Linked DNA regions of Mus musculus: region 2 is linked to region 1. A link is a contact called in public promoter capture Hi-C data. All regions are on one chromosome and are shown on one strand. Each heading gives the region's core, a stretch centred on a gene start, on an enhancer-like site or on the middle of the called end of the contact. The rest is flanking DNA. Distances are from core to core; before and after follow the strand shown. Region 1 holds the start of Slco2b1 (solute carrier organic anion transporter family, member 2b1). Region 2 overlaps Xrra1 (X-ray radiation resistance associated 1).

Region 1 (3,283 bases), core at 206-2,705:
TTCCCAAGTACACGAGGCCAGGGAGCAAGGCAGCAAGCACAGAGCTTAGGGCTCCTGTGGATGGGACCCAACTCAACTACTAGTTCAGGAACTGTCTGAGGACCTGTTAGCTCAAGTTTCATAGGCTGACCTTTGTTCCACCTAAGCACATCTGAGTCCATGAATATTCTGGTTTCATACAAAAAGCCTCAGTTCCTGAGGCTAAGTCAGTGATAAGAGAGTTTCTAAGGGACCCTCCTTCTTGCAGCTCTGTACCAGTGATTTGATATCTTGAAGGTTCTCTGTCTTCCAGTCTCTAGGAAAACTCGCTGCTGACTTTGGACTGAAGGGTGAGAGCCCAGATCTACTCTGGCTTCCCAATTAGGACAGAGTCTTCTTTCTGTCAGTCCGTCACAATTGCTGGCCTTCATCCACGGTCACGTGCTCATATTGCTGGTCCTTCAATGACACCTTCACTCAGAAAGCGTTGGGCATCTGGCTGAGTGCCTAAGCTCCAGCCAGATCTGTATCTCAGATGTCCCAGCTTTCTATGGCCAAGTGGGCTAAAGGAAGCTCTCTATCATTCCGAGGAAGCTAGACTCTCAACTCACATCCCCACTCTATGCACAGGTCTCCTTTTGGAGATGGAGTTGTGCTCATTTCTGTATCAAATTGGGGCCAACTCTTCCCTGAGAAGAGAGCCTGGGTTGAAGGGCATGCCTGGTTCTAGCATGATGGGTGGGGGTGGGGAGCAGCAAGACATGTTTTCCCAGCAAGTGGGGTGCTCTGTGGCATGTGACTCAGACTGTGAAATGGAGGAATCCAAGGCTGTTGGATGAATGGGCCCTAGGGAGCCTCCCCAGCCCAGTGAAGGCCCTGCCTCTTGCCCCTCCCTCCAGTTCAGCCTCTGGCCTCCAGGCTTGGCTTCTCTATTTATTGTCGCACTCTTCACACCACAAGAACTCCTGTGATGCCTGTCCCTTGGCTAGGGCCAGCACTGGGATGGGATCATTCTTCCAGCCATCTAGAAGACCTTTGTCCAGACATCTCTTAAGAATTTCACGTTTACTGTTTTGTCTTGCTTCCTTTCCCCCTCCCTTCCTTCCCCTTTCATCTAGGTGGCGCAGATGGCAAGGGCAGATATTAGTGAGAGATGAGGGAGACAGGGCAGAGGCTCAGAGGGAAGCAAAGGCTTGCTTCAGAGCTCATAGAGGGTTGGGAAGACAGCAGCCCCACAGGAAAAGCAGCTCAGGCGGTGACTAGGATTGCAGCAAAGAGACTGAACATTCTGGAATGTTTGTCTCTAGAATGGTCCTGAACTTAAGAGCCATAAACAGCTTCTCACTCTGGCCTCTGCTGCTCCCACAGGAAATAACCATAAGCCTCAGGGAGGGACCAGCCTCCTCACTGCATGGGGGCTGGACCTAAACAAACCCGCCTCCTTTGCAACTCCTGGTCCTGGGCTGTCCCAACCAGAGATCAGAGGAATTCATGGAACCAAAGAAACAGACACTGCAAGGGTTGGGGGGTCTAAAGCTAGATAAAGGAGCAAGTTCCCAGAAGAGCTCTCAGGGAGGGGTCAGTTTGAGCAGGGCTTCTACCACACCTGACCTGGAGGCAGCTGCTGTCTAGTGTGGCCAAATAAATATAGCCTAGTGAGGGACAGTCCTACCTTGATGGTCCCTGCTGCTCTCTCAGGAGCTGTCTCCCGTTGTCCACTGGCAGGCTCACTTCCTCTCTGCTAAGCTCCAGGTTGGACTGGGGGCCACAATTCTCTGCATTTCCCCAGCCATGGGGCCCAGAATAGGTAAGTCTGGGGGACGGAACGGAAGGAATTGGGAGGGAGCCTGGAGGCTTCTCCAGCCACAGGAAAGGGGGGAGACTATATATAGTGCCTCTGTGGTGTGCTGAGGAGACAGAGGCTTAGTTCTGCACAGAACAAGCCCCTCTCCCCTGGTCTGTGGACCTCAGAGAGGGTATATGAGTGAATGAGAGGGGCAGGAAGGGAAGCCAGTTTACTGGGCTGGAGACAGGGAGCCAAGCCAAGCCACTCTGCTGAGCTAGAGACCCAAGACCTTAGAAAGGCCAGCCTACCCAGCCTCATTAAGCTAATCCCCAACACTCATCACCCCCACACCGGTGTGAGGGAGGCAACGTAGAGATGGATGGACAAAGTAGAGGACCACAGAGAAGAAGCAGAGAGAGACACACACAGAGAGAGAGAGAGAGAGAGAGAGAGAGAGACAGAGACAGAGACAGAGACAGAGACAGAGAGACAGAGAGAGAGAGAAAGAGACAGAGAGACAGAGAGAATGTGCAAACAGACACAGGAACCAACAGGTGTCAGCAGGACAGAGGGGCAGACTAGGAGCAGGACAGAGGAACAGACACAACATGGCTCTGAAGGAAAGTCACAGCAAGGACCTGGAGGGTGAGAGGGGAGTGTCAGTGTGAGCCAGAAAGACAGAAAACCACCAACCCACAGGGACAAATGCTCAAAGGGACTGACAGACAGATTTCAGACACAATCCACAGGATCCACACAGAGAGGGCACTCTGAGAGGCCTGCTGACACTTACCTGGAGTGGGTAATGGTGGGGTCTGAGGAGGCTAGAGGGGAAGTGTCTGGAAACTTCCTGAGGCCAAGTGTGGAGTGGTGAGAGGAAAGCACAGAGTGGCCAGGTCAGAGTGACAGACCCACCTGTGACAATGGTGGAACAGAAGGTCTTTACACAGGGAGTCCGGGCTGGATGCCCTACAGTAACCCTTGGCCTCCCTGCCACTGCCTGTCTGCTGCAGTGATGGCTTCACACCCACCCAAGCAAGGCCAGGCTTGCCTCCAGGCCAAACAGACTCAGCAGTGTAACAGACACAGTTTGGGGACCCTGGGACACCAGGAAGGGTGGGGATGGGTATTTGCTCTAAGGAGGCTTTATTGGAGAGAGGAAGATGCGGTCAGGTTGAGGGAAGGGTTGGGCTTTATTTTGGGTTTGGTGCCAAAGGATTTGCTTGTAGTTCAGGTTCAGCTCTGACATGCCTCTCTCTGGCCTCTGCCTCCATTGTGCAGGGATCACAGGTGGGCACCCCTGACCCAGGCATAATAGGATGGTTTCACTGGGTTTATGAGCTACGGACAAACACAATTCCTATTTACCTCTTCAGTACAAATGCAGGGATTGGAGATCCCGTGACAGGGGAGAAACTTACACTCTTAGTTCTGCATTGGCCTCCCCCCTATAAAGGCTTGGCTCTGGGTTCTCTAACTGATCTCTGACACATATATAACAGGAAGCTACTATGAGTT
Region 2 (3,283 bases), core at 341-2,840, 170 kb before region 1:
TGGGGTGTGCCCGCGCCTCTAGTGTGCTGTTGAATCCACGGGGGCCTTGTGTGCCCATCCTCATCTTCAGGTCAAGGGACTACCCCAGTCCGCTGGGACCAACCTCGCTTACTGAGGTCAGGGTATGCTTTGGTATTGGTCCACATAGTCTCTAGCTCACTGCACCCTGCTTTAAAGCTGGATTCAAGCTCTCTAAACACCTAAGGAGATATATCTCCCATGAAACTCTTCCTCCTATGATACTCCGTTTAAACTCACTTTTCTATAGATTCCTCTGAATATGAATGACCCTTGGCACTTACATTCCAGGGTCATACACCTTGGCCATAATTACCTGTCTGCCATCAGTACCACTAACACTATTACCTTCACCACCATCACCACCACCATCCTCCTCCTCATCATCATTATCATTGTCATCATCATCATCACCACCACCACCATCACCACCATCTTCTCCAGAGGCCAGAAGCAAGAAGCAAGAGCCTAGCAGTGAAGGCCCAGAGAACCTTTGTCCAAAGTCATAATCTGTCGAGATGCCTATACTCATTCTTACAGGGGAACAGGTAGGATCAAAAACTTCCTACCTCCAACTTACTTCCAATGTCTTGAAGTCTCCATATTTCACGTAGACCATCTTGATGCCATTGAACGCAAGCTCCAGTTCCTTTAGAACTGGAAATGTGTGAAAGACATCTACATGGAAACGGGGGGGGGGGGAGAGAAAGAGAATAAGAGAGGATCTTGAGCTTGGAAAGGCTTACAGAGGAAGATGCTAATGATCATTCACTGAGCTTCCAGCTGTGGGCGATGCTTTATGTTGCAGACCTCAGATCTCTAACCATAAGGTTGGAGAGATGGTTTGGAGGTTAAGAGAATTCCCTGCTCTTGCAGAGTATAGTTCAGTTCCCAGCGTCCACCCTGGGTGGCTTCCAACTGCCTGTTACTTCATCTCTAGGGGATTCCAAGAAAAATTTAAACCTCTAGCTACTTCACTAACAAGAATCCATTCATCCTATCACTGAGGAAATGACATCTCTGGAAGGCTAAGTGACTTATTTGAAATAAGGTGGCTGGTAACTGGGAAAACTAAGGCTCGAATGTTAAGTCTGTTCAAATGGAAGGCCTGTCCATTTAAAACTGATATATATTATTTTCTCTTCCCAATCCAGGGGCCAACCTAAGGGTCTTGTGCATGCTAGGCAAACTCTCTACCACTGAGCCACACTCCTAGATAACCTCTGATTAGAGATGCTAACATGCTTACCCCAAATAGTCAAACATCACGGGGAAAAATGTTCCTTTAATCCCAACATTTAGTGTCAACTGTTCAAAATTTTATGTATATACCTAATATTTTTCTCATGTATGTATTGAAATACAGTTTTCTTCTTATAAAAACAGAATACATGCTGTACAGTGGCTTTTCTCCTTTCACAGTTTGATGTGAAGATTATTCCAGGTTAAACTTGTCCAGCATCTTAGTTATCTTTCTAGTATAGACATGCACTCGCTTTTCCTGTTGGTAGTGTGTAACCTATGTGGGAGGGAGGTAATCAAGGACTCCTTCTTGCATGACAACTGGATCTTAGATTCACTTTCTAGGCCTGTTTCCCTGGTAACCTAAAGCACATGCTATGGTAACTGTGTTACTAGGCAACTATTGCTTGTGGTAAAAATGACTGCAGAGTGGAAAATTATGTCTGGACCAGGAGAAGGTATAAATTATAAATGCCCGAAGGGGGTGCTTCTCTTTAAGTGGTGACTCCTAGAATCAGACATGTCCTTCATGGGTATTCTGTAATATAGACCTATGGAATGGCACATTGGTTCCTGTGTTGATGAGATTTCCAAACAAGGGTGATCCCTGCATTTACCCAATGAGAGTTTCTGTCCAGCACCCAGGGTGACTCTTGGCTAGTGGACAACCCTGCAAGAGAGTCAACCATGGGAACTCCACTGTAGGACTCCTGAAATCCTACAGGAACACAATGTAGAATCACTTAGAAGCTTCTAAGTGAACCTGGTGTACTATGTAGCCTACAAGAGCTTGAGAGTCAGGAGGCTCAGTAAGGTCAAATAAGACACTGACTGGGGGAATTCCCTTGGGTAAGTCTCTTTCTGTGGAATATATTCCTAGAAACAGAACTACTAAAGGCAGTGACTATCTCAACTTTTAAAAGATTTATTTATTTACTTATTTATTATATGTATATGTTCCTGTGTGACACTGTGTGCAGTAAGTATGTGCAGAAGCCAATGAAAGTGAGAAGAGGTCACTGGATCCTCTGGAACTGGAGTTACAGGTGGCTGTGAGTGGCCCCCATGGGTGCTAGAAATTGAACCCAGGTCCTCTGCAAGAGCAGCAAATACTCTTAACAGCTGAGCCAGATCTCCAGCCTCATCTTAAATTTTAAGAGACATTGCCAAATTTCCTTTAAGGACTCACACAACTTTCTTATATTTGACTTTCACCGAGAGTCTCCCTTGACTACGCAGGGCTGGCTGTGGTTAGCATCTTTCATACTTGCCAATATTTGATGGACATAAAACTGTGTACTGGTGTTATAGGTGGCTGTGAGTGACCCCCATGTTTTTGTCCTTAATGAAGCTGGGCATTTATCAGGCCTTTTGGCCTGTTTATACCAAGGCATTCCTAGCAGAATACACTTTCTTCTAAGGCAAGGATCTTATTAGATGCTTTGATGGACGCTATCCTCCAACTCATTGAAACAAACTCATTGACACACCCCTTCTAGAACTGTCTCTGGGTATCCCCAGCCTCATCCCTGCCCCTGTGATTCCCATCTCTTCCCAGATCACTCTCTCAATCCCCTTCACTCCCCATCTCAAGCTTCATTCCCCTCCCATGGAAAACCCCTCCTCTCTGAGATTCCCTGGTTAAAAGCCTTCCACGCCTCTTCTGTCTAGAGGACTAAGCTCAACTCTCAAAGCCCTTGATAATCAAGCCCTTGCCAGTGCATCTAGCCTCAGTTTTTCTCCCCATGTATGCCTTGTATACAATCTTCCCAACAAGGCAGTATCATTCCACAGCTGCCCTTCAATCCAAAGCACCGATTCCTGAGTCAATTTCTTGTGTGTGTGTGTGTGTGTGTGTGCGCGCGCGCGCACGCGCACATGCAGGTGTCAGAGGACAGTTTTTCAGGAGATGGTTCCCTTCTTCTATCATGTGAGTCTCAGGGATCAAATTCAAGTCACCAAGCTTGGCAGCAGGTGCTTGCAGCCACTCGACCATCTTGCTGGCCCAGTGTATTTATCTTTT

What was found. Promoter capture Hi-C pulls out the DNA fragments that hold promoters and counts their contacts.
Region 2: a contact with region 1 is called in a promoter capture Hi-C map of hippocampal neurons, with 7 times the contacts expected there. The contact joins the enhancer-like site here to the promoter of Slco2b1 in region 1. A contact is called at or near these places in 21 of 39 promoter capture datasets (the 3T3-L1 cell line, 3T3-L1-derived adipocytes, the C10 cell line and 15 more), 20 of 484 Hi-C or Micro-C datasets (the CH12 cell line, the HL-1 cell line, the N1E-115 cell line and 16 more), 1 of 115 datasets of contacts at active chromatin or transcription factors (microglia) and 4 of 9 other capture datasets (adipose tissue, embryonic stem cells, liver and 1 more).

Annotation. Positions count from the first base shown.
Region 1 is chr7:99,705,014-99,708,296 of GRCm38.p6, reverse strand. It overlaps Slco2b1 (solute carrier organic anion transporter family, member 2b1), which reads left to right and starts at 1,455. Exons shown (of 14, transcript NM_001252530.1): 1 at 1,455-1,786. The coding sequence starts at 1,771. It overlaps Gm34280 (a long non-coding RNA gene), which reads right to left. Exons shown (of 5, transcript XR_003946841.1): 4 at 2,559-2,680.
Region 2 is chr7:99,876,783-99,880,065 of GRCm38.p6, reverse strand. It overlaps Xrra1 (X-ray radiation resistance associated 1), which reads right to left. Exons shown (of 19, transcript NM_001164258.1): 7 at 599-696. All of the region lies in intron 4 of Gm38405 (a long non-coding RNA gene), which reads left to right. Among named protein-coding and RNA genes, the nearest start is that of Xrra1, 19 kb to the right of the region's middle. Within about 2 kb of position 1,590, at least 8 of the 459 cell types and tissues checked have an H3K27ac peak or open chromatin away from gene starts, as enhancers often do. A contact at or near this core is called in cortical neurons and hippocampal neurons, where this site is marked.